6 separate regions of the Sus scrofa genome follow, and all the other regions are linked to region 1. The links are chromatin contacts, called in public Hi-C and HiChIP or PLAC-seq maps. All regions are on one chromosome and are shown on one strand. The core of a region is the stretch at or near the end of the contact, and the rest is flanking DNA. Distances in the headings are between cores, read along the strand shown. Region 1 overlaps LOC110255448 (a long non-coding RNA gene). Region 2 overlaps LOC102164776. Region 3 overlaps LOC102164776. Region 4 overlaps LOC102164776. Region 5 overlaps LOC102164776. Region 6 overlaps LOC102164776.

Region 1 (4,229 bases), core at 1,089-3,588:
ATTGCTTTGCATGGTTCCCCTGAACTAGAAACCTTCCCACCACCAGAGCAGGGGCAGCCTTGACTTGCAGGCAGCTTTGAGGATGAGTTTGGGTCCTAACAATTTAAGAACTTGGGTCCTACAGAAACAGATATGATTACCGGGATATAGCTAGTGCATGGCAAGGTCTGTGAGGACTGAGCTGGTTCTCGTTATTTGTTCAGCCGTGAAATGGGCATGAACCTTTTTCTGACTCATCCCTTAGATGGTAGTGTTGCTGAACTCAGGTCTACTCACCTACTGCACAACCAAGCCAGTTTACTGACACCGGGTTGTAGTGAAGGAAAGTACAGTGTTTATTTGCAGGGAACAAAGCAAGGAGAATAGCTCATGCTCATAAGATTCCCAGACCCAGAGAGAGGGCAGCTCTTTCTATATTTTTTTTTTGGGGGGGTGGGGGTGGGGGATAAAACAGAAGAATGGGAAAGATTTAGCCCTAATGGAGAAACTTGGTTTCCCTCTGAACTAGGGAGTTTATAGGTAAGGTGGGAAAAAATGAAGCAGATAGATGGATTCCAGTCATATTATCAGACTTTCCTCTTTTGGGAACCTCCAAAGTAGGCAGCAGAGGGCTGAGGGTGTGTTCAGTAGATGCATGTAAGGGAGGTAAAGAGACTTAGTGAGATCAGCAAGCCTGGATCTTTTCATTTGACCAAAGCTCTTTCTCCTGTAGGTTAAGCCCTCACAACCTGTATTTTGTTGGGAAGCTCTGTTCATATCTCAGAATTTTGCTTCTTGCTCAGGGATCATGCCTGGCTGTTGAGCTTAGGATCCACCTAATTCAGATTTGGGGTGATAGGATGCAGTTTGGATGGTCCCCTGACAGTGTTTTCCTCTGGCAATGAGCTCCCCAGGAACTGGAGAGAAGGATTTAAGACTATAGAAATGGAGGTCAAGGCTCAAGCAGGGTGACTGAAACTAGCCATTTAGGGAATTAGACTACACAAGGGATGATTGGGGGATTCAAACTTCTCAGAATTGCACCCAAACACTGAGAAAAGGTCAATTGAGGGTCTGGAATCCCCTCACTCTTTCTAAACTCACAGCTGTCATTATCACTTGACATTAAACATACATTTTCCTCTGACATATTTGTATTGTTTTTAAAACTTTATGACAAATAGTTGTGCTGAGTGAGTGCCGGGCACCTTGCAGGCAGGCAGTAAATATTTGCTGAACATTGAAAAAAGGCAGTGGCTTGGCTGTCAGGATGGCTCCTGTTCAGAACCCACCCCCAGCCCTCCATTCATAGGAGGCTGGGTGGATTTCACGTTCAAGGCTTAATCCACCCTGGCCTGTCGGGAATGATCTCTGTGACTATTGGAACATTCTCACACATGCAGAGTGAAAGCCACCATAACAGGCAAGAGGGAAGGCTGGGAGAAGTGCAGCTGGGAATTTTCCGAGAGACACGGTGCTGTTTCTTTGTTCTGGTAGATTTCAGCCAGAAAGAACAGCAAATTTTACTGTCTGCAAACCACCAACGAGCTACTCTCCTCCCCCTTTACCTCCTTCCTTCTCAACCTGGGAATTCATTTGCTGCCTCCCTCTCCTCCTCCTCCTCTGCCCCAGAGCAGTCCCCAGGGACAAAGCTCTTTGTTGTGAACACTCCGAGGCAATACGGAATTGCACAGTCCCCAGGGCAAAATCAGGGCTATCCTCCAAGGCGAGTGATCACCGGGGCAGAGACCCCCGCTCCCCCCACCTGTTGATCTCCCCTCCTCTTGGGGTGAGTGGCAACCTGCATTGTGCTTGGGACGCAGGCGCTTCTACACCAGGCTCAGCAGATGGCGCTGGTGAGCAAACCCAGCCCTTCCCTCCCTCGCCCCTCCCCACCGCCAGAGCCTTGCTGGTCTAAAGCGAAAACAGATGTTTTCATCATTTCTGGATCTGGCATGTGACTTGCAGTTCAGCAGTGTGCCGACATAACCCAGAGTTGTGCGTTCTCTTCATCCCCCACAAAATAAAAATTCTTCCTTGAACGAGCCTTTCTCCTAAGTGAGCCACTAACACATGATCTGTTCAATCCAAGGGCACATGTTTCATCCGGCTCCAAGTGCAACTGCCTTTGTAGCCAGCCTTGGCTCTGTAATTGGGAGGTTGTCTTTTTTTTTTTTTCCCCCCAGAGCAAAGCTAGGGCGGCCAGACCAGCTATCTTTACACCGAGGGCTGGGGAGAGGTGCTAGCTTTTTAAAATAACCCTGGTCTGGCTGGCTGCGGAACGTGTGTGCGTGGGAGCCAGTGCGTTCTGAACAAAACAGGAAGGCCGGGGCGGCGCGCCCTGTTCCCTGCGCCCACGGCAGGTGGCAGCATCGGCCTGGCCTGGCCTCTGCCGCTGGCCGCCCCAAAGCTGGGCCCTTTTACTTTCGGTGGCCTCAAAATTATTAGTTCCAGATGAGTTCTTGCAATTGTAATATTTGGTTTAACCCAATCTGCCCGATTGCGTCAGCACGCGTTCAAATACAGCCGTCTGAAGTCTAACCAGACATCAGAGGCATGTTTCAGGGGGTGTCAACATTCCTTACGCTTTGAAAGAATTAGGGGGAAAAAAAAAAAACCCACACACAAAAAAAACCCCCAGAGTTTGATTTATCCCCCAAACGAAAGAAGGGTTAGCTGCCTGGGGCTGAAGTGCTGAGAGGGATGGAACAGGGGAAATTCAGGGAAGGCGTAACAATAGAACTTGTGGGTCAGAGTCTGCTAGAATGGAACTGGATTTATTTGTTGAACTAGGAAAGGACCTCTGGGCTCTTTGAAGGTTAGAGCAAATAAGCAAAACTGGTGGGCATTTGGTTTTCTAAGAGAAGAGCCCTTCAAGTCACGTAGCTGCTATTGTGAGACACAAAACACATGCTATCTGCCTGTGGCTGGACCTCTGCTTGCACTTGGCCTGGTGGCTCAGGAAGGGGGCTGAGAGGAGGGGCCTGTATTTTAACACAAGGCTTTGACGGGTAGCCCCAGCCTCCATGCTAAGGACACAGATGGGGGTTTCCTAAAGCTATCAGCTGAAGGCCCCAGTTAGAAAACGCAGGACGTCCTGAAGGCTTCTGGCCAGGGGCCTCAAGTGTCTTGTAAACAGCCCTGCTGCAGTTGGTCACTGCCACACCCTGGTGCCTTGATAGCTGGGAAACCAGGCACCCGCTCTGGAGGTCTCAGGTTTTACAGCAGAGGCTGAAGGACTCTCAGATCTCAGGAGCAGAGTAGCCCCATGTGCTAAGGCAGCCAAGGAATCCTGCTCCAATCACTGGAACCGAAAGGGTGTCATGCTTTCCTTAGAGGAGAGGGAGTAACCTGGTATTAGGAGACAGCCGCCCTCATTCGCTCCCCGTCCCTCTGCCTGCACCCCACTTTTAAATCTGTTCAGATCCTTCAAGCCCCTCTCTCAAGGGGACAGAGAGATTCCAGCCGGCCGGCCCCGGGAGGCTGGCCGTTTCCCTGCAGGTCTCTGGCTCGACATGCTGCTGATCAAAAGCCGGCACCCGCCTGGCAGATGCTTCATGTCCTGCGTGTTGGGGGCTGGTGGCTAGTGCTGGCGTCAGGCAGGCAGGCTGATCGGCCATCTTGTTAGATGTGGTTGGGACCCTGCTCCCCTCCTGCCTGCTCCAGTGGCCACTGCGCTGCCCGGATTAGACCCAGGAGGGGTGATGGGACCTCCATACAGTTGGCTGAACACTTCCAGAATATTTAGGGGTCCAAGCTGCTGGTCATTTTTCTCTCAGTTTGAAAAATGCACAGATTGCTGGGGAGATGCTGATTGTCAGTGGTCAGAGCCACACCTGGATCCCAGCAGTTGCTCAGCTTGGGGAAATCAGCCCAACAAGTGAGCATGATACTCATGATATTTTTTTCTGTTTTTTCTTTCTTTTTTTGGCTACTTTCCCTGCATGTGGAAGTTTCGGGCCAGGGATCGAACCCAGGGCTGCCATTACAGTCTGCATTGCAGCTGTGGCAACCCCAGATCCCTTACCACAGGAGAACTTCTATGGCATGCTGCTTTACCAGGTTTTTGTATATTTAAGGGTGGTTGAGAAATTCTGGTATTCCTCTCTACTGCCACACTACCTTTATTCCCTTCTGAGAATCAGCTTTTGGAGATTCTATGATCCAGGGATTCTCAGCCCTGGCTATTTAGGAATTGTCTGGACACTACCCCACAGATGTTGAAATCAGAACGGAAATGGAGTGGGAGA
Region 2 (4,229 bases), core at 916-3,415, 840 kb after region 1:
GTACTAATATGTATACATTTAAGAAATAAAATCGACAGCCCTGGATAGCTAATTTGAAGCACATGGTCAAGGAGAGGTGGCAGTCTATAGACGACTCTGGCTTCTAACTTGGGTACTTAGGTGACCGTTTGTACTGCCAGTTACTGCTACACCCAGCACCATGGGTTGAGACTGGATTCGTCTGATGTTAATTTAAAACACCAGTGAAGATGAATGGTTAGTAATTACACACAAGTCAGCAGCTCTGAAGAAAGACTGAGCTTGGAGACATGAACCCAGCATCTAATAATTACCTTAAGAATATGAGAGATCCGTCTGGTATAGAACACAACCTGAGAAAGGAGAAGCCTAAAAACTGAACCCTGGCCTAACTAATATTTAAGATGATTTCCAATAGCTGAAGATAACCACTGAGCCCCTCCAAGGCCTTCTCTTTTCTGGAGTAAACAGTCACAGATCTTTCCACTGTCTCTGCTATTGCTTCCAAATATATTTTACCACTTTTTCCTCCTAAAATGGAGTGCTCTCAATGAACAATAATCCACAAACTAGGCACTGGCCAAAGCTGAGAATATCTGGATGCTCTAAGGGGCATGGATGGTAAATAGGTCAACAATATAGGTCTTCCTACTTTTATAACATTGATGTGTCACTGTGAAGCAACTGTCCAACCAACTCTCCCTCCATGATTAAATGTGAGGGGAAATGATGTGTTAACTTTGGGCCAAGGTTTTTATGAAGCAGAGGTCCCCTCTCCACTCTTCAAGCAAGATGCAAATGTCAATGAGGACAAGGCTTGGAGAACTATGGTATCCACCACATGGAAGGAACCCAGCACCTGGGTTTCCACCGTGGAGGAGAACACAAAATGTAGCTATCTGACTGGCCGAATGAGTTAGATTCAATTACGTTAAGCCACTGGGATTTGGATTTAGAAGGTTTTTTGTTTTTTAAACAGCAGCTATTACCCTAGTTATCATACATCTATTGAAACAGCATAATAAGTGACTTATTTCGAGAGGCGGGACACCATACCAATATTGTCACCTCAAACTCCCCATACTAGCAAACTAGGATTTTCCCTATTCTGCAATTATGCACTGCTTTTTAGATCCAATTTCAGAATTTTACATGCACCCCTATTAAATTTCATCTTCTCAGATATAGCTGATCTGAGTATTTTAGATATGCACTTGGAATTTTGATTTTTTCCAGTGTATTAACTATTTTATTCAATTCTCTACCATTTGCAAATTTAATCAAGGTTTCCATCTTTGAACCATTAATAAAAATAACTAAAGTGTTAGGCTTGGACTAACATTTCCAGAACTATTCTAACTGCATTCCTTGAGAGCTCTTCAGACTTTTCCCAACTTTGGTCTCCAAATGAAACCTCCTACTGGAGCACACCTGTATCATCCTACTCAACCCCTACTTTGAGTTTGCAGGACTTGAAAATGAGAAAATAGGAAGAAATAAAAGGATAAAAATAGGAGTTCCCTGGCAGCCTAGTGGTTAAGGGTCTGGCATTGTCACTGCTGTGGCCTGGCCCAGAACATCAGCATGCCCTGGGCATGGCCAAAAAGATAAAAATGGAATACAACCAGTAGGCATCTCATCTCCTTTCCGTCCTGCAGCCCAAGCTTTCCACCAGTCCCAAATCACCACTTTGGATGCCATGACATCCTAACTGGCCTCTCTGCTTAATCTTCTCTCACTGCCATTTATCCCAGATGCCTTTCTCATGGTTGTTTTCCTTAAAGTCCATCTGCTGATGTCACTCTCCTGCTCAAGAGTTCCAATGATTTCCTACTAAATCCAAATCCCCCCATTTTATGTAGGATGGCCTTTTTGACAAGGATCCCAGCCAACTACCCAATCTCAGTTTCCTCCAATCCATCATAAACTTGTCATTCACAAAATCTGTTAGGTGCTTCTGCAAGCCTCTGCCTTGTAAATATTGTTCTCTGGCTTGACCTGAGGTTTCCCCTCTTTTCCATCTTCCCCAGGAAGAATGACTGGCCTTCTCTGTGCTTTCACGTCTGGTCTGCTCAGCCTGTTTACAGATCCTTCTCCCTCCTTAAACCTGTAAACAAGCGTGTTGAGGACAGGACTGCTGCTTTCACCTGTTCCCCTTAACATAGTTTGCACTTCCCAGGTGGTGCTCAATAAATGTTGGTGGAAATAACGAGTGATGAGAGGGAAGCACAAAGGGTGAGTGAATCCAAAAGGTGGTAAAAGAGAAAAGACAGCGCTGACACGGAAATCAAAAAAGGCCATTTGTCAATGTTTGTGCTGTATAAGGTGAAACAACATGCACTAGTGCCCACCCTATCACCAGGCAGCTTTAAGAACCAACAATTTTTTCTTTACAGAATGACAGAGGGTCACCATATAGACACGGCTTTATTATTACGAGCCTTGGACCTATACTATTACACACAATAGACATCAGAAAAGTCTCTTGATACTTAAATACCAGTATACTTAAGCATGAAACTCCATATTTAATACTGGTTCTAAAATCACCATTCTCACACCCGGTCAGGTCAAATCATTATTGTTATTTATCATTGTTGTTTTAGTCACATAAAGCCTATCAACGAGAAATATCCAAACACCTAGAAGTAAACTAAAAAGAATAAATCCAGTAATTAGTCTGCGAGTACAAAGCAGGGTTGATTTCATTACATAATAGTTTCCAAAGGGAACAAGCTGTCTTCCTTTTGAATCTTGATTAAAGGTGTACATAGGAAGGGTATTCTACTCAATGCTCCTCGGGGATTTCTTTCCATGATTTGGTTTCCCTTGAGTAGTTGGTATGATTAACAGGGCTGGTTTCTTTCATAATTGTCCTGAAGCCCTTTGTGTTTTCAAACCGCTTTGTAATTGTTTTTCTTAGGATGTCCTTTAAAGTGAACCCATCAGGCAATGTTGTGGGGCAAGCTCAGTTTGGGGAGGCTGTGGTTGGCAAAGCCAGGAAAAGCCATAGAAAGTCTGCTTTAGTGTTCTTAGGGGGCTCTTTTCTAAATATTTTGATTTCCAAAATAATATTTTAAAAGACATCCAAAAAGAACAGCAAGTTTAGCTTTCCCTCTTTGGTCTCAGGATAGAGTTGCCAGATAAAACACAGGAAGTCCAGTTAAACTTGAATTTCAGATAAAGAGCAAATGGGTTTTTTAGCATAAGTATATCCCATCAACACGAGGAGTACTCTATTTTTATTGGCTAAATCTGGGAATCCTAATTTAGGAAGACAACACTTTTCATCCCAGAGCTTAACCTTTCTGGGTTGAAATTTCCTAATCTCCAAAAATAAAATGTTGTGCTGCACGACCTGTGACTTCTATTGCTAACCAGTCTGTGCTACCACATCTTCCCATCATCCAAGACTTAACTAGGAGTGTAATTCCAGTGTCATGGAAAGAGAGCTGCATTTGCACATCAAAACTACAATGGGGTATCACCTGGTACCAGTCAGAATGGCCATCATTAACATGTCTACAAATAACTAATGTTGGAGAGGGTGTGAAAAAGGTACCTTCCTCCACTGCTTGGAAGAGTATAAACTGGTGCAGCCACTATGGAAAACAGTAGGGAGGTTCCTCAGGAAACTAAGGATAGAGTTACCATATGATCCAGCAATCTCACTCCTGGCATACATCTGGACAAAACTATAATCTGAAAAGATTCATACACCCCAATGTTTATAGCAGTACTATTTACAACAGTCAAGACACAGAAGCCACCCAAATGTCCAAAGAAACAGATAAAGAAGGTACGATTATACACACACAGGAATATTACACAACCATAAAAAAGAGTGAAATAATGCCATGTGTAGCAACATGGACAGACCTAGAGATCATCAAGTCAGAAAGACAAATATTTTATCATTTATACATGGAATTAAAATATGACACAAATTACCTATGAAACAGAACAGACTTGTAGTTGCCAAGAGGGAAGGATGGATTCAGAGTTTGGATTGGCAGATACAAACTATTAAATATAGAACAGATAAAAAACAAGGTCCCACTATATAGCACAGGGAACTATATTCAATATCTTATGATAAACCATAATGGAAAATACGAAAAAGAATGTGTATATATTTTTAACGGAATCACTTTGCTGTACAGCAGAAATTAACACATTTTAAATCAACTATACTTCAATTAAAAAAAATTAAGAGTGTCGTATTTGGAGTAAAAAGCCCTGATTCCTTA
Region 3 (4,229 bases), core at 816-3,315, 700 kb after region 1:
GGGAAAAAATGTAATTGTAATGTATACATGTAAGGATAACTTGATCCCCTTGTTGTATAGTGGGGAAAAAAAAAATCGGCATAATGAATTTAAAAAAAAAAAATCCACCTTTAAAACCTTTACTCATCATCCACTGTCCCCAAGTCTGCTTCACACTGCTGCCTCGGCACACCTGTTTGGCCAATCTATACTTCAGGGCTCCAAGCCTTTACATGCAGCGTTTACTCAGCTAGACCCAACATGCTCAGAGGGAAATGGCCCTGTCCTGCGTTTCGTTGTGCAGCCCCAGGACTGTGGACTTTCACTCCTCCACACAGAGAATACTCAGTGAGAAATCACTGACTGGTCAGAATGGGCGGTGAGCTTTCTGTCTCTAAGGGGATCTTGGTAACATGATGCCGCATGGAGGCCCAGGAGCTTCAGAGCCCAGATACTCCATCACCATCAACAGCCCAGTCAGTGCTGTTCACAGGGCCAAGAAACACAAAAGGAATAACCCCGGACTAGCCGTTCTGTTTCATAGATTCCTCACATGCAAGGGGCCTACTGGCAGCACTTGAAGGCCACCCAAGATAACTGGATATGACTCATGAGCGTTGCTTCTCTCAAACACATCTGCCCAGGTGACCTCCCACCAGCCTCTCCTGGGACAGAGACCAAGGAGGCCCCTGCTTTTGTCTCGGCCCCTTGTACCGTTCAGCACAGTTTTTGAGTTTTCAATAAATATACCTGAGATGCTACTCATGGGATGCTAACTCACCAACACAACCATCCCAAGGAGCTGGGAGTTGAGCTAAGAGCTGACTGGGAATCCCAGTAAGAAGAGCTGGCACTTACTCTGACTGATGCAGAACACAAGCAACAATAAGAGCGTGCCCCGTTCAAAACTCTGCACAAAGCATCATCTCCTATAATCCTCACAAAAACCCTGTGCTAGGTGTCCCCATATGGGCAAAAAGAGACACAAAAAATCCCAGGAAAGTCCATGGGCTTTGTCACTACACCGTAAGGCACACATGAGGATTCGAAGCCAGCTCCCCAACGCCCTACGTGGGTGAAGCCCCTAACTTCTCCAGGCTGAGTGATCTCCTTCACGATGAGATTAACGGTATTTGAAGTTCCTGGCACTGCCACGACTCTCACCTTCCTGAATCATGGGACTCTTCTTGATTTATCCTTCCTACTCCAGGAGCCTCCACATAGGTTCAGCACGGTCTGCAATTTCAAACCCTGAACTGAGCAACTCCCATCCTCTCCGACCTTAGGCCACAAGTTCTTCAGCCTTTTAGGTTCATCATTTGTCAGAAGAAAATGTCAACACTGGTCTAATCTATTTTAATGGGTAGCACTGAAGGGAAGATAAAAGGAAAGATAAAGTTCCCTGAAAAGCTTTCAGAGACTTCTCCAATTCAGGAACAAATTAAGTTTGAGGAAATCATGGCACAAAATAACTGCCACTGCCCCAAAACCTCAAAGTGAACAGGGAAACTGGGTCCAAGATACAGAAACTGACCCCAGATGATCCCTACTGTTGCAGAGCTAGAGTCCTGGACTGGAGCTTGAGGGCTCCGTGTGCTGGTTCGAACTTAGTCACTGCTTTGGACAAGCCACTGGCCTTCACTCTGAAATAAGGATACGACACTAGCTGTCCCCAAGTGTCGTATGGGTAAGGTGTGGGCAGGATGCAAAAACACTCGGAGCATGTGAGAAAAGAAAACCTCTAAGAAGTCAATTATTTGCATTTTTAAAAATGTGATGTCAGACTTTTTCTCCCACTCACTTTCCCTTGTCACAGTCTAAATTTTATCCAGATGTGAACATGCAGAGGCCCGTCTTTGTTCTCTGCCTCTACACGTATGCTTTGGTTTTTCTTTGTGCCTCGAAAGGTTTCAGGGCTATTCTTTAAGACAGAGGTCATGAAAGGAGAGCAAGGCTGGGAAGGGGTGGGGAGTCAGAGAAAAGAGTTACAGAATGCTCCAGAATGTGTACCTCCCCTCACGATATAGACAGAGCTAGGACAGGGAAGGGGTCCCTGACTCCAGACAAATGCCCTCAGCCATGCAAAGCCTTCTAGGCAGCACTGTCCCAGAGCCCAGACTGCAAGTGGTGTGCATGTGCTCACACGCGCATGCATACACACACACACACGCTTTCATGGAGAACTGTGCTCTCCCATCACAGAAAGGATTTGTTGTTTCAATTAAACTCATCAAGATCTGCGCCACATGTTAGGGAAGAAAGGAAAAACGAAAATAAGACTGAATTACTTGGGCTATCTCCTTGGGGATCAATCTATATCAAATGAACCACCATTTATGCACCGGAGAAGCTTTTACTTGTGAAAATCAGAGGCAGGTGCAGAATCGCAGCCATGGTACTAAATCAAAGCCCTGGGAGCAGAAGGAAGTAGATTTAGATGCATCCGCTTAGCTCTTTTACTTATGTCTAAGTCAGAGGATGGCTAGCAGATCATAGCCCTGGCGGGATCTGGCCGCTCCTTCCTCATCTCCCCTGAGGTCTCTTCCCTCCCACTTTGCTCGCTGCTTCAGCTGCCCAGTAGGAACAGATGGACAGAAGTTAAAAGAGCAAGGTCAGCTCATCAGCCAAGTCTTCTTTCACATGCTGGCTATCCCACCTCTCTCATCCCTTTCTGGGACACAAAGATGGAGAATGAAGAGCAGAGGTGCTAATGCATTTGATTTCGTATGAAACTATGGTGTTTTCATTCACATCCCCTGAACATCTGACCAGTCTGATTTATACACTGATAATATGTGATGCTTTGTATTCCAGCAAATATTTAATCCCTCACTGATCAATAATCCTTGCCTGGCTGTTCTTTTTTGAAAAGAAATAAATCCCCCTTTTTACTCTTAAATTCTTGAATAAAATTAAACGGCTTTAGCCCAGGATGCACTGTTCCTACATGAAGCCATGTGGTTTCATAACCTCGGTCCTCAGATGTTTTCAAGGGGCCGCCTTTGCTAACTTGCTTTCTCGGAGATCCCAGCATCTCGCTAGTCTGAGTTTTCGGTGCCATCCATGAATACTATAAAGAGAGCACTTTAAAGTCTGATCTACTTTTTTGAATTAACAAGTAAAATTATTAATATAAACTAAATCAATGAGTATACAGCATGCAATATTTTTGCATTCGCGGATTTTCACCAAGAAGGTCTTAATTTAATTCTTCCATTACAAACCGTGTTTCTGCCTTTCTAAATACTATTTCCCTCCAAAACTACATTTGAAAAGGTCCACTCCTACACAGATTCTAAAATAAAATCTGTGCCCCTTTGCCCCTTTCTCAGCATAAGAGTTGAACCTTGCAAAAAAAACTCACATTAAATATAGAAAAAGACAGCTCTCCTCTCTCAGAAGGGGCTCACAGTGCAGCCCCAAAGCCCACCAAAAGTTCCAAAAACAACAGCAACGGAAAACAAACTCTCTTTCATCTTTGGCAGCAACAAAAGCAATAACTTTCACCAAACCAACCCACGCCAAGAATTAATATAACACAGAACACATTCACATTCAGACCATTATGGCTACATCAGCTCACCACAATATTTGTTTGAAAAACACATAATTTGTGGTAAGAGCTAGAGAGAACCTCTAATACAAAGAGAGGTTCTTTCAAATGCAAATTAACCCAAAGACATATTTTCCCTGTGTTTGGAAAATCACTCCAATATATGAAAAACATACTTTCTGCGTGGAAAACAAAAATTTGATGTACATCCACTTAGTTGAAAAGGCAATTAAATTTGCTGTAGATTACCTTAAGAGTTGACAAAAGTTAACTCCTGGCTCCATAAGTCCTTAAGGACTTTATTAGCATTCACTGACCTAAGCAGTCTTCTGTTCCCAGGTAGCAAAGTTTCTTTTCTTCTCCACTGAAATGCTCGTGTGAACACTCAAAGACACTGTATTACTGAATTGATCGCAAAAGAATATCGTCTCCAATCTTCTGGCAGGGAGAAAAGAATGAGAAAGAGAGAAAGAAAGGGAAGAAAAAGAGAAAAGCAGGGCAAAATGCAGTCTAATCGAGCATTCTTCCTCGTGGAAAGAAAAAAAAAAAAAGTAAATCCAGTATTCTGGAACGAGTTCAAACATAGCTTGACAGGCTACAGGAGAATTTACACTGAGCATGCTTAGCCCCGCACTGCTTGCATGAGACACTCTTAATGAATATTACTTCCTTCCCACTGGCTATTCCTGCTGGAAGT
Region 4 (4,229 bases), core at 651-3,150, 650 kb after region 1:
CCAGAGAGCCAGGCGATTTTACCCTCTTCCTGGAGCTACTGCATGAGGTAAGCTTTGAAGGAAGGCGGGGAGGGCTGCAGAGACTTTACTGGGATTTCAGTATTATCCTCATTCAGAAGTCTCAGCTCTGGCTCCCAGTTAGGATCAAAGGGCTCCTTGCTCCTGGCTCCTAACAAGTTTTCATAAGAAACACAGGACCATGATGCCTGCCTCTCTGAGGGTGCCAGGAGCCTATCAAATCTGACATCACTGCTCAGAAGCTGTGGAAACAAAAGGCCAGACCCCTGCCCCCAAGCCAGTCATCTCACAGGGCCCAGCAGCAGCGAGGCCCCAGCACAGGGAGGTCTGAGCCTCCTGGGTGCATGGAGCATCCACCACTCCCCAGACTCAGCCCCAGCACAAAGGGCTCGGGGCTCTCGCCTGGCAGCACGGTGTGCCCTCTCCCAGACCCTTGTCACACTCTGACCTCCTTGGTCGGTGTGTGCTTCGTTGCCTCGTCTCACTTCAAAATGCTTCAACCGGCCCGGCACTGGAGCCCCACCCAGGCTTCCTTTTTAACATTTTCTCTCTCGAGTCCTGGACGAGTTTGCTGGTTGGTAGGTGTGATGCTTCCAAGTTATGAGGCGGCACCGCTCACCCAGTGTCACCTGTACGCAGCAGAAACATCCACGCAGCCTCCCCACACACAGGAAACTGCACTGTGGGTCCCAGGACAGTCCTCCTAGCCGCTCCCGCCTCCGGTTTGGAATTATTTGGACCTCTCTCATCCTTCTTAGTCCCTTCTCCAGCTTGTTCAGGCCCCACGAACCTACCACCCCAGTCAGAGTTCAAGGAAATCAATTCACTGATGAAGGAAGAAAGTATTTTGAGAGACGGATCCCCCACCCCCCGCCCACTCTGTGTAGCAGAAACTACAGCATAAATCACCAGAAAGGGTATGAAGGGGCGCTGAAAAGCCCTGTGAATGTCATAGTCCATTATGCACTTGGCCCGGAATAATGAGCCCTAATTTATTTTCGCCACATCACTCTTCAGTAGCGACGCCCTTCATCCCTCTGTGAAGATTTCACAATACTTTTTCTGTTGTTCTTGCTTTGCCTTTAAAACGGGGACTCCGGCTTATTCTCTACCTGCTGCGTAGCTACTCTACTCGAACCTTTCCCCCGGTGTAACCATCTGCCCCACTTGGCATTTTTCACCTCTTCCCACTACCTCCAGCTTAGCCTGCCTCTCTGGCTCATTCAGGGCTCTTTAATTTCTCCTCTGCCTTTCTGTCTGGTTGCTCGTGTTTGGGGGCAGACAATAGAGGTGATATAGGCCATTATTCATGAGTAGCTTCAAGGGTAACGTGAGAAATGCCTCATCTCCTGACCCCTCTTAGCATAAGAATTGCTGATAAAATTCTGAACTGAAAAAGAGAAGTTCTGAGAAAAATATCAGAGCTACTCTGGAGCAGCACTCTGGAGAAAGGAACTTGCAAGGAAGGGTGGAAAAGTCTTTAAAATTTTTTTTTAAGTAAAACAATGAAATTGTATAAAACACGGCTTACACAAAAAAGAAGAGTGACCATAATTAAGACAGTCAATTTTCCACCATCCCCACTAGCAGCTGGGAATGGCAACATACATTCCAAAATAACACAATCACATCCTGACAACCCGCAGCTCCATGGGCTCCTCTCCAGTCCTAGGAATCTGCAGGTCTTTCACAGGGAGCCCCGTGGACTCTCTCGTCTTCCCTCTCTCCATCTTTACTTGACTTAGCCTCTGAAGAGCAGTGACATGGCAGAAAGTGACCAGGAGGGAGGAGGAGGCCTCGATCAATTTCAGGCTGTCTCATCACTTCCTGGTGACTCATTCTGAGAAATGTGCAGACCCAGTGAAATGCCTGGAACTGTGATTCGTAGAGGAGCTTCATCCAACAATTATCATCATTCATGCAGTGAAAACTCCCTGGTCTCCACAAACACAGGCAGAGCCCAACAAGTTCTCACCACCTGTTCTCCCCAGGGACATCCGTGCCAGAGCTGAAGCTTCAGCCTGCACCCACGGTCCTGACACTGTAACCGACCAGGGACCTCTGTGGCTCCTGGGCACAATGCCTTTCTGTGTCCCCCATTTCTCGTTCCTGGGAAATGGGCCGCATTCAGCCTCCATGACTTTCCCTGCGTTCCAAGGGACAGGTTCCAACAGCTGCTGATCAGGGAAGGAAGGGAATGCAGAGACAAAGGAGGAATAGTCAAGAAACAATAGCACAGCCTTGGGGCGGGGTCCTGGTTCCCTCTCAAGGGATACACATAATAATATAGGTATTTTGGAGTTCCCATCATGGCGCAGCAGAAACGAATTTGACTAGGAACCATGAGGTTGCGGATTCAAACCCTGGCCTCACTCAGTGGGTTAAGGATCCAGTATTGCTGTGAGCTGTGATGTAGGTTGCAGACTTGGCTTGGATCTGGCATTGCTGTGGCACAGACCAGCAGCTGTAGTTCCAATTCGACCCCTAGAGCCTGGGAACCGCTTATATGCCGCAGGTGCGACCCTAAAAAAATAAATAAATAAAAATAATAATAATAATAATTTAGGCATCTTATCCTGTGTGTCTTTTAGAAATGAATACTTTAAAACAGAACAGCTGAGTCCTTCCTTATCCTTCTCCCTGTCTTAACTGCACCCTAAACACAACCACCCATAACCTAAAGATTAGGAACCCTGAGCACAATTGCCTGTGGGTTAAAGCTGATTAACATGTGATGTTTTTCAGGACTTTCCTAGTCTGTCCTAATCTCTCATCAATACGCCCGTCTTGCAAGTACTGTTATTCTAGGCAATAACCCAGAAAACCACCACCATGATCATGCTAAGATCTCCTGATTCCAGCTTTGACGACTAAGATTCCCCCAAAGAAAGAAGAATGCGTGTTTGTCCAATCCTGATACCTATCTGAAAACCCATTTTTCTCCTTTTTACTATAAAACTCCTTGCAATTCTTCCCAATGGGAGGCACAATCTTTAAGGCATTAGCCTGCTGTGGCCCCCTTTGCCTGGCAAAGCAATAAAGCTATCTTTCTCTCCTTCACCCAAAACTCTGTCGCCACGTTTATATTCAGCACTGGCGGACAGAGGCTGAATTCTGGCAACAACACTGCCCACTCATACTCTCTTTGTCATCCCTGGAGTCTCTCCAGAACACCAGACAGACTTTCCAAGTCCCCCAAGACTTCTCCCAGTGACGTCCAGGAAATAAAAATTCACCGTGGCTAAAAAGAACCATCATGAGCACCATTTTTCTCCCCTCGTGCATGACCTTATATGGCGATACCATGATGGCCAACCCTCCACTCTGCCACCCAAGCCAGAAGCCTAGGAGTCAACCCCACTTCCTCCTTCTAAATTAACTCTCCACACCCAGAAACTAATCCTCCCAAATATCCCCAGGAGAGCCCACCAGCCTGGGTCATTCCCCGAGGCCTCTGCTGTGGTTTTAATCCATACCCAAAGTTTCTCGGCCTAGATGGTAATAGGAATCTCAACCCTGCCTCCAGGTGGATACAGGCATCTTATCCTTAGCCACATAAGCACCAGAATACTCTCCTATAATAAGAGAGCATGATATTTTTTTGATTGTTCAAAATCAGGAGACGTTACCCTGCTTTCAAGGCCAAGGTGTATGCCCTTACCGTGGTATGCAGCCCCTCTGCAGTCTGACTGCTACCCTCTTCCTCAGACTCTCACGGGGCTCCAGTCATGTGGAGGTGCTTCATGTCCCCTCGCAATGCTTTCCTCCGTACACACCATCCTGTCTTTGCAATGTCCTCCCTTCCTCTGGTCTTTTGTCTAGTTAACACTCATCAAGTAGGACCCAAGCACATTTTTGCCAAATTCCCCTGGCACTTAAGCGCTTCCTTCTCTGTTCACACAAAAGCATCTTGCACTTGTTTTCACTATTTACTTAAAAGAATGTTTGTTTTTTATAGCTGTCTCACACACTAGATGTGAGCTCTCTGCATACAAAGACTGGGGCACGCTTCTATTTTAGCATCCTCAATGCCTAACACAGTGCCTAACCCTGAAGTGGTGACTCTAAGACATATTGAGAGAACATACTGAGCACTTATAGACCCAAGATTAAAGCCAATAATCCCTCTTCTCCCAGAAGAAACTTCCCTTCTAGTTTCCCTCCCAGATCTTGAAAGCCAGTAGAGCGTATGAGTAAAAGCACTTCTCTCT
Region 5 (4,229 bases), core at 966-3,465, 630 kb after region 1:
TAATGTGAGAAAAAAGAATATATACATGTATGTGTAACTGGGTCACCATGCTGTATAGCAGAAAAAATATATATATAAATAAAAGATTAAAAAAATGGTTAAGTCAGTATTTCTTTGGCTATGTGTACTTTACCAAGGTTAAAAATAACATACAGACACTGCAATCAGTAACCTCACCAAGACGTAACTTAAGTCTCTGGTTCCCCAGCTCACAAGAGACCACGCTCGGGGAAGGCCCTAGAGAAAGCGCACGGAGGACTGTGAAGATTCTGGGCAAGGACGGAACACTGAGAGAAGCAAGCGGGAGGCCGTGTTCAAGAAAGCTGGTCAACTGCGCAGCCCTTGCCGGTTTTTCTCGCAGACCCTAAGCTCCAGCAGAGGTTTATAAAACGGCTCAGGTGAAATTTCTCCATTAATAGACATCATTTTCAGCACCATCGTCACGGAAGAGACATTAGGACATGCTAAAAACTTCTCCATCGTTATCTTCTGCTTTTGACCCTTAAGAGGTTGTGTTTTGTGCCTTCAGACGGGGGTGATCTTTCTAGGGATCTGTAGTACATCTTAGAAACAAACTATTCAACTTGCTGGTGAGGACTTACCAGTTCATGTCTAAGGGATGGTCTAGGATCTTGGTTCCCTCCACGGGGCCTCGGTCCTGGAGAAGTGAGAACAGCAGGATGGGGAACACCAGCATCTTCGCTGAGAGGGGGGAAAAAAGGAAAGACACATTACCTGAGGCGAAGGTGAAAGAATCTCCCCAAAGTCCCACCATTTATAAATTTCATGAAACTCTGGGGTGCCCTTAAAAAGCCACACCTCTACCCACAGCACTTAGCAAGCTTCCTTTCTGTCTTCTTCAGGCTCAGAGCAGGGCTGAGCTGGGAATGTACAGAAATAAGACGCAATCCCTGTGTCTGCTAACTTGACATGTTCGAGAGTGAGAAAGCATTAGGCATGAATTACACTCTCAGAATAGAAGATATATTGTGGTTTTGCCTGGATGAACTAGAGGAAGCACAAGAATGCCCCTCACACCACCTTCAGGTGAGAAAGGTAAAGCTCAGAGAAACAGAAGGTTAACTAAGAAGCAAGCGCCATGCAGTGAATTTTGCCCCAAACACGTGTTCCCTGGTACCCAGCATCCTTCTCCCTAGATGCCCAGTCTCTGCCTGGACTTGGCTGGGGCCCAAAGCTGAGGCTGAAGGCATGGGATTCCCTCCCTTTCCAAGCCTGCTTGCCTCCCCCAAAGGAGACTCTCTGTTCCTTGGCTACAGAACATGCAGCCATACCTCTGCTCAGAAAGGCAAGCAGCCAGAGAGTGCGAATGGCAGACCCATCAGCCCCACTATCCAACCTGCAAGGCTGGCAGCGCTGTCTTCACAGATTAAATATGACACATCACGAGGATCCCGGGGCTCGGATACACCTCCCTGCCTGACAGGCTGGGTCAGCCTAATTCCCAGCCTGTCTCAGACACCCAAACAAATGGACACATGTTCCTTGATACAAACTTGTGTTTTTGTGTGTGTGTATAAATGTGTGTGTGTGTTTCAAAGCCTCCAGGCAACTGTGTGATCATCAATTAAATATTTAACAGATCTCCACTGACCTCTGAAAGGAAGGCATCCTCCGCCCGCTCTTGAAGGAGCAGCATCAGCTATTTTTAAAAGACAGCTTCAGAGTTCCTGTTGTGGTGCAGCGAAAACAAATCTGACTAGTATCCATGAGGATGTGGGTTCGATCCCTGGCCTCAATCAGTGTTGTGGGTTCGATCCCTGGCCTCAATCTGGTGTTGCCGTGAGCTGTGGCGTAGGCTGCCGACGTGGCTCAGATACTACGATGCTGTGGCTGTAGCGTAGGCCAGCACTGCAGGTCCAATTCGACCGCTGGCCTGGGAACTTCCATATGCCCTAAAAAGCCAAAAAATAAAAAACTGTAAAAAAGGAAGCTTCTCGCCGTCGCTGCTGTGGCATGAGTTCAATACCCAGCCTGGGAACTTCTATAAGGCGCTGCAGTGGCTGGGAGGAAAAACAAAACAAAACAAAACTATACACTACAACACAGCTTCTCTATCGGTCCGTGGAATGGATTTAAACCTCATTGAAGAGCCCTCACTGTCTTTTGTCCTGGATCCATCCTCCAGGCTGAATGAGGCTTTTAGAACCAGCAAGAACCAGATGGCCCTCCAAGAGCATTTCTGAATGTTTGGATCTGAGTCACTTGTACGCGGATGTCTTCACAAAATAGCAATCTGGGTAACAGCCTCCAGGCTGAGTCCAGCTTTCCAGACAGCCCATCTTTGCCCACAATTGAGAAGACAAGCACAATATTGTAGGGTTCCACCAAAATATTACAGCATTTATCTATATGTGTAGCATCAAATACAGGCAGAGTCCCTGCCGGGCCGTCACTACAATGTCAGTTCACCACGACTACATGTCCCTCCCCAATTATTTTTCTCATTCCCACTGTGGCTACAATTCCTCTCCGAGCCCAGGCATACAGCCAGCTTTGTGAATCAGCCAGCAGAGGGTACTACAATACTGGTGCAATAACCCAAATCACCGCCAAGTCAGAGCTGAAAGATTTGGACTAATCAAAATGGGCTCCAGTTTTACTATGTTCTGGGAGCTCTGAGCCAGAAAGAGGAGGGCGGTGGGATGGGAGAGATGGGAGCCAGTAACACACTGAGAGATGGGCTTTCTCTGGGGAAGGGGGTCCAGTGAAAAAAATTCAAGGGGAGGGGCAACCTAGTTCCAAAGGGGAAATGTGGGGGGGGGGAATAAACTAGGAGTTTGGGATTAACATATACACACTACTAAATATAGAACAGATAACCAAGAAGGACCCACTGTATAGCACAGGGAACTCTACTCAATATTCTGTATTAAACTATACGGGCAAAGAATCCAAGAATGGATATATGCACATGGAATAACCGAACCACTTTGCTGTACACCTGACACTAACACAACATTGTAAGGCAACTACATGCCAATAACATTTTAAAAATAAATACTGACCTCCTCCATTGAAAAAAGAAAGTCAACCCAGCACTAGGACTTGTCAGTATTTAGCCTAGAGAAAATTTATGTGTATACAAACACCTGTTTGTGGATATTTAAAGCATTTGTATTCACAACCACCCCGAACTGGGAACAATCCAAAGGTCCTTCTACTAGCAAAGGGATTAAACCATCCACACATTGGAAGATCACTCAGCAACTACAGAAGGACAGATTATGGATACATACAACAAAACGGATGAACTTCAAAGGTATCACATGAGTGAAAGAAGCCCTTCTCAAGAAGTTCCATTTGCCTGATTCCATTTGCATGACATATTCAAGGCCTCAGCATTGCCAGGGATTGGGGATGAGGACAGGGGATGACTGCAAAGGAAACAGCATGGAAGAATTTTTTGGAGTTGATGTCCCCGCTGTATATCCTATTTGGGTGATGATTCCATGATAAAATTCACAGAACTATACAAGCAAGTACAAGCTTCACTGTATGTTAATTAAAAAATAAATTGTGGAAAACAAGCAAATAAATAAAAAGTGGAGATCCTGTCATGGCTCAGCAGTAACAAATCCAACTACTATTCCTTGAGGACACAGGTTTGATCCCTGGCCCCACTCTGTGGGTTAAGGGTCTGGCATTGCCATGAGCTATGGTAGAGGTCACAGACGCAGCTTGGATCCCGAGTTGCTGTGGCTGTGCTGTAGGCCGGCAGCTACAGTTCCAATTCAATCCCTAGCCTGGGAACTTCCATGTGCCACCCTAAAAAAAAAAAAAAAAAATTCAGAAAGAAAAAAATGGCACATAAAAAAATCAAAGGAGTGTAACTGGAGAGGTAGGATGAGATAAGTAGATAGAGAGGGAGACTGATTAATGGTCCTTGTCGAGAATGGAGGTAAAGCACAGCCAACCAGAGCAGAGCTGAGCCTGGAGGACAGGCTGCCAGGGAGGAGGTGAGAAGATGGGGCTCATCACCGCCAAGTGGTTGAGGTGGGGTTTCGCTGAATACTCGCAATTCAAGCTGAGGGGACCAGAGGAGTCAACTGGACTCATGTGAAACTGACTGAGCAAGCAGGCTGCTAATCAATGTTCCTACAGCCCCAAGGGACTCTGCTCACCCTTAGGAGCCAACATTCACAGCAATGCAGGGACTGCCTCAAGTGACTGCCTTATCCACAACTCACTGCTTAGGAGGAGCTTGTTAG
Region 6 (4,229 bases), core at 720-3,219, 550 kb after region 1:
GGAATTCAAAGAGCAGCTGTTGTGAGCGTTTCCAGGTAGCAGTTCATTCTCCCTGAGCAGGCAGGCAGGCAGGCCGGCCCCAGCCTTCCTCGCTGGGGCCTCCTGGATGGTACAGAGAATGCCCGGTCTAGAGTCCCCACGGACAGCCCCCAAATATGTCAAGTTTGATGCATCGAGGCCATGCTCGCTCTGCAGTGTGCTGAATTTTGGAGCAGGCTGCTCACGGGCCCATGACCCTTGGATGCAGAAGAAAATAAGTCCCCTCCTTTACCTTTTTCCTCCTCAAATGATGAAATGCTATCCCGATGACGTGTCAGATCAAACATGGAACAGAAAATGAGAAAATGGAGCCCCTTTTTGCCACCAAGATTGTAACACACGTCCTGCAGGACAATATTTTTCAGATGACTCAACTCAAAAGGGCTGAATGAAATTTCTATGGTCTGAAAGGGTTTCTACATCAATTAGTCTAGCTGTTCACTTTTCCTGACCTGCAGTGACTCCATTTTATTCACTGAGACATTTCTCACCTCAGTCCATGTACCATCTCCTCCAGGAAGCCCTCTCTGACTACACAGCTGGAGTCTGTGCCTCTTCATCATGTTCCCACAATGCCCCAGGCACGTCTCTCTCTTAGCGCTTGGGACATGACATTGAAGTTTGTTCAATGTCATTTGTCTCAAGTCTTCTTTGTGGTCAGGCACGTACTTTATCAGTCTTTTAAACTCCAGCTTCTAGTGCGGGGTTGGTGCAATGGAGGAGGAGAGTAAAGATTTGCTGAACTAAATGGATGTGTACCTATCATTGGAGAAGTTGCTGGCATAAACCCCCATGTGTCATTTATAAGAGTCTCCTGTAACCTTTGCACTCAGGAAGTTCTAACTCGTATCTGATCCCACATGCAGACATTATTTCTTTCAACCTCATGCAATAACAACTGGTAACTGTCTTCATTCTTATCAGAGCACCCTCAGAAATCACTGATGGGAGTTCCTACTGTGGCACAGCAGAAACGAATCCGACTAGTATCCATGAGGATACGGGTTTGATCCCTGGCCTCACTCAGTGGGTTGGGGATCTGGCATTACAGTAAGCTGTGGTGTAGGTCCCTCGGATCCTGTGTTGCTGTGGCGTAGGTTGGCGGCTGTACCTCTGATTCGACCCCTAGGCCTGGGAACACTCATATATCACAAGTACAGCCTTAAAAAAAAAAAAAATCACTGCTATCACTCATTTCTTTCTACCAAGTCAGCCTTCATTTTTTCAGGCTTAAATCAGGTATGAACTATCAGAACCCCAAATCTGACCATTTTAATTTTTAACAGATGACTAGAAAAGGACTTTCAAGAAGGATTTTGGCCAGAGAGAATGTATGCATTCAATAAGCTGCCGTGCAGCACCTACTCCGTGCCAGACTGTGCTGACAGAGAATAAACAGATGCCAAAATCCCAGGCCATCCAGAGATCTCTAACCTAGAATAGGGAATAAACAGGGGTACTTCATCTAACTAAGAAAAAGCAGCATTTTCCTTTATTTGCGGTGCCTCCATCAGAAGAATCACTCCATTTGGGGAGAATGTAAAAAAGTCCAGAGTGCTAAAAAGCACAACACATTTTACACTTCCTGAGTAGCTTGGGAGAAAACTAGTGGCCCAATCAGGGAACATGTTGGGAACACGTGGGAGAGCCCATGGAAGGATCAGTGCCCTGGGTATGTTGACATTGTGACAGAAGTCCATCTGCGTTTTTGTTGCTGGGCAGAGGCTGGCCTCCACTGACCACATATGCAGAAAGCTGGCAGGAGCCCCTGGTCACCAGCCCCCAAACTGGCAGCCTCCCCTCTCTGGCCAAGGAGCTCAGGGTCTGCGTGACTTGAGGCAATGTCATCTGGGGACACTTGGGATTCTGATCGGGTGAGCCAGTGGAGGCAGCGCAGATAAGACCGGGGCAGAAATCTGGCAGCCTAAATGACATCTGCTTCGTCTGAGGTTTTGGCTCTGGCTCCTCCTGGGAGCCTGGGGCTGGAGCCTGGGAAGGGTGCATTTGGAGCTGGTTACAGCAGGTGGCGCAGGAGAGCAGAAGCCAACCCTCTGTGGGGCCCAAGGAAAATGAAGGATTGATTCCGCCTCAGAGAGAGGCACTAGGGCCAAGAAAGGCAAAGGGGACCGACTGGTCTCTCCACATGGTGCCCAACATGGCATATTGCCCAGGTGACACACACAGCCAGATATGGACATGTCTCTGCTAAAGAAAAACCAAGATAGGTCCTCATAGGTCTGAGTAAAATCCTTGAATGGTCAGTACTTGCAGGAAGCATGATGCAAAGAAAAAGAAAAACAACATCTAGTATTCACTTAAAGGGCAAGATAAACACTCCTAGAGCTCAAAGACTCTGACCTATGGACGGCTGACGGGTAAAGTGTAAGTCCCCAAATAAACCTCCACCTCCACCACCACCACCGCCACCACCACCAAAACAAAACAAGAACAAAACCCCACTTAATCTTGTCAGTGGAGCTCTGGAAAGCAACATTTTTAAACAAGACACACAAAAAAGAAATTTATCTCCACTGAAAGCTGCCAGATGAAGCCACCTTCTTGATGTTCTTATCTCGGGGTAAGCTTGCCTCCAAAACACATACCCTCCCACATACACCCCAGGCTCCTCAGTTTCTCTGCCGCAAAGGGCAGAAAGCATGGTTCTACTTATTTATTTTATGCAGTGGCATAACTTGAAGAACTTTAATCAGGAAATTCTAAGCAGGGGATAAAAGTGTCACACAGAGGCTATAGGACAATCTCTCTCCTCTGAGAGATAACATTCAAAAGCAGTGAACTGCTGAGACTCGCCATAGAGAGTTTACCTCCTCTACTGAAGCAGTGTGGGCTGGCTCAGGGATAAGACTTAGGGAATGCAAGGAATTTTACTTATTTTTCCATTTGGTTTACTTTCGTTACTTCTCTTGTGGGGAAGCAATCCGAGATGCTTAAGGGCTGATGTTTTATAAATCAATTCTCTGTGTTTACTTACGTGCATATACATATATGCAAAATTGTGCACTGCTTGAAAAGCAAAACATTTGACATATTTGTTCTCCACCTTCTGCAAAAAGCAGGGTCTGCTCAACTAGTAAATGAGTCTGGGGTCTGTCCTACAATCTACTGCCTGCAATGGAATAGGGTTCACACCACAGATGTCTCAACAGCAGAAAGTCTCAGAGTATATATACTCCAGAAGGAGGAGGCAGATAGCGTTGTTTCACCCTCTGTGCCTTAGGACTTGCTCTGTTTAGCCTGGAATGTCCTTCCTCAACTCCAGTCTTCTTCATTTTGTGGGCCATCTTCTGTCTTTTTCAAGAATACTCATCACATCTGAAGCCCCCACCCCCCGACCAGCCTCTTACCCCCATGTGTCCTTAGAAATCCTGTGCAAATCTCATTCCAAGCACAGGACACAGAATGATGCTGTTGTCACCACCCGCTGCTATAAAATTCATGCTATGTTATAGACTACTTTTTTTTTCCTGCTTCTTTATGTCTTCCCAGATCCTTCTCTCCCCAGCTCCTCCTAAGTAGGGTTGCCAGATAAAAAGAGAATGTCCATGTGAATTTGAATTTCAGATAAAGAATTTTTAGTACATGTGTATCCCCAACATTGCCTGTGTTGTTGTATTTTTATGTGCTAAATGTGGCAGCCTCACTCCTGAGACCCCTAAGTTCATGCCTATTCCTTCCTCCCTGTCCCCATGCAGGGGAGGAATGGGGGGGGGGGGAGCATCCAAAGCTGCAGGTGCACTTCCTCAGCCCTGACCTCTCCCCTAGTCCCCCAGAAGTAACGGGTGCTCCTGGCACACACCTCCAGAAGAGTAATATAAGGTCTGTTTCAGATGTTTTGTGTTTTTTCCTCCTGCATTGAGCCTATTTATTCAACAGAGATGACGTTTAAATATTTCATCCAATATGAAAACATTTGCTCAGTTATTTTTAAATAGGAGGGTTATCATTGGCTTTTCATTTAAATGTGGTTTCATGACTTGGATGAATTCAATGACACTGGAATCTTGTTAAGTCCATACTGAATTTCAAAGTGTGGCTGGCTGGACATAGTGACATTTACCTTTTCAGTTCCTGCTGGCTCTTTCAACCCACTCTGTCCTGGAAGAAGCAAGGGAGATGCAGCTGGCAAGGTATGAACCTGCAGAAACACATCCATTCCCATCAGACAGTGT

What was found. A called contact is a pair of places that touch in the nucleus more often than the background predicts. HiChIP or PLAC-seq counts read pairs in DNA pulled down with a chosen protein or histone mark.
Region 2: a Hi-C map of retroperitoneal adipose tissue shows a contact between it and region 1, with 5 times the contacts expected there. The contact joins two enhancer-like sites. A contact is called at or near these places in 1 of 5 promoter capture datasets (liver), 22 of 47 Hi-C or Micro-C datasets (alveolar macrophages, brain, embryonic fibroblasts and 13 more) and 2 of 2 datasets of contacts at active chromatin or transcription factors (alveolar macrophages and skeletal muscle).
Region 3: a Hi-C map of skeletal muscle shows a contact between it and region 1, with 4 times the contacts expected there. The contact joins two enhancer-like sites. A contact is called at or near these places in 5 of 47 Hi-C or Micro-C datasets (embryonic fibroblasts, liver, skeletal muscle and 1 more) and 1 of 2 datasets of contacts at active chromatin or transcription factors (skeletal muscle).
Region 4: a contact with region 1 is called in an H3K27ac HiChIP or PLAC-seq map of skeletal muscle, with 9 times the contacts expected there. The contact joins two enhancer-like sites. A contact is called at or near these places in 1 of 47 Hi-C or Micro-C datasets (embryonic fibroblasts) and 1 of 2 datasets of contacts at active chromatin or transcription factors (skeletal muscle).
Region 5: a Hi-C map of omental adipose tissue shows a contact between it and region 1, with 1.7 times the contacts expected there. The contact joins two enhancer-like sites. A contact is called at or near these places in 8 of 47 Hi-C or Micro-C datasets (embryonic fibroblasts, fetal heart ventricle, heart right ventricle and 4 more) and 1 of 2 datasets of contacts at active chromatin or transcription factors (skeletal muscle).
Region 6: a Hi-C map of skeletal muscle shows a contact between it and region 1, with 14 times the contacts expected there. The contact joins two enhancer-like sites. A contact is called at or near these places in 1 of 5 promoter capture datasets (liver), 24 of 47 Hi-C or Micro-C datasets (adipose tissue, alveolar macrophages, blood and 15 more) and 2 of 2 datasets of contacts at active chromatin or transcription factors (alveolar macrophages and skeletal muscle).

Annotation. Positions count from the first base shown.
Region 1 is chr9:48,665,158-48,669,386 of Sscrofa11.1, forward strand. The region is part of intron 1 of LOC110255448 (a long non-coding RNA gene); the gene reads left to right. Among named protein-coding and RNA genes, the nearest start is that of SORL1, 230 kb to the left of the region's middle. Within about 2 kb of position 2,339, at least 58 of the 83 cell types and tissues checked have an H3K27ac peak or open chromatin away from gene starts, as enhancers often do. A contact at or near this core is called in adipose tissue, fetal liver, liver and 4 more, where this site is marked.
Region 2 is chr9:49,501,231-49,505,459 of Sscrofa11.1, forward strand. The region is part of intron 1 of LOC102164776; the gene reads right to left. Among named protein-coding and RNA genes, the nearest start is that of UBASH3B, 130 kb to the right of the region's middle. Within about 2 kb of position 2,166, at least 2 of the 83 cell types and tissues checked have an H3K27ac peak or open chromatin away from gene starts, as enhancers often do. A contact at or near this core is called in retroperitoneal adipose tissue, where this site is marked.
Region 3 is chr9:49,369,301-49,373,529 of Sscrofa11.1, forward strand. The region is part of intron 1 of LOC102164776; the gene reads right to left. Among named protein-coding and RNA genes, the nearest start is that of MIR100, 210 kb to the left of the region's middle. Within about 2 kb of position 2,066, at least 9 of the 83 cell types and tissues checked have an H3K27ac peak or open chromatin away from gene starts, as enhancers often do. A contact at or near this core is called in skeletal muscle and subcutaneous adipose tissue, where this site is marked.
Region 4 is chr9:49,317,726-49,321,954 of Sscrofa11.1, forward strand. The region is part of intron 1 of LOC102164776; the gene reads right to left. Among named protein-coding and RNA genes, the nearest start is that of MIR100, 160 kb to the left of the region's middle. Within about 2 kb of position 1,901, at least 17 of the 83 cell types and tissues checked have an H3K27ac peak or open chromatin away from gene starts, as enhancers often do. A contact at or near this core is called in skeletal muscle, where this site is marked.
Region 5 is chr9:49,291,331-49,295,559 of Sscrofa11.1, forward strand. It overlaps LOC102164776, which reads right to left. Exons shown (of 5, transcript XM_021063017.1): 2 at 603-702. Among named protein-coding and RNA genes, the nearest start is that of MIR100, 140 kb to the left of the region's middle. Within about 2 kb of position 2,216, at least 14 of the 83 cell types and tissues checked have an H3K27ac peak or open chromatin away from gene starts, as enhancers often do. A contact at or near this core is called in omental adipose tissue, retroperitoneal adipose tissue and skeletal muscle, where this site is marked.
Region 6 is chr9:49,217,107-49,221,335 of Sscrofa11.1, forward strand. It overlaps LOC102164776, which reads right to left. Exons shown (of 5, transcript XM_021063017.1): 3 at 4,118-4,195. Among named protein-coding and RNA genes, the nearest start is that of MIR100, 61 kb to the left of the region's middle. Within about 2 kb of position 1,970, at least 28 of the 83 cell types and tissues checked have an H3K27ac peak or open chromatin away from gene starts, as enhancers often do. A contact at or near this core is called in adipose tissue, fetal liver, liver and 2 more, where this site is marked.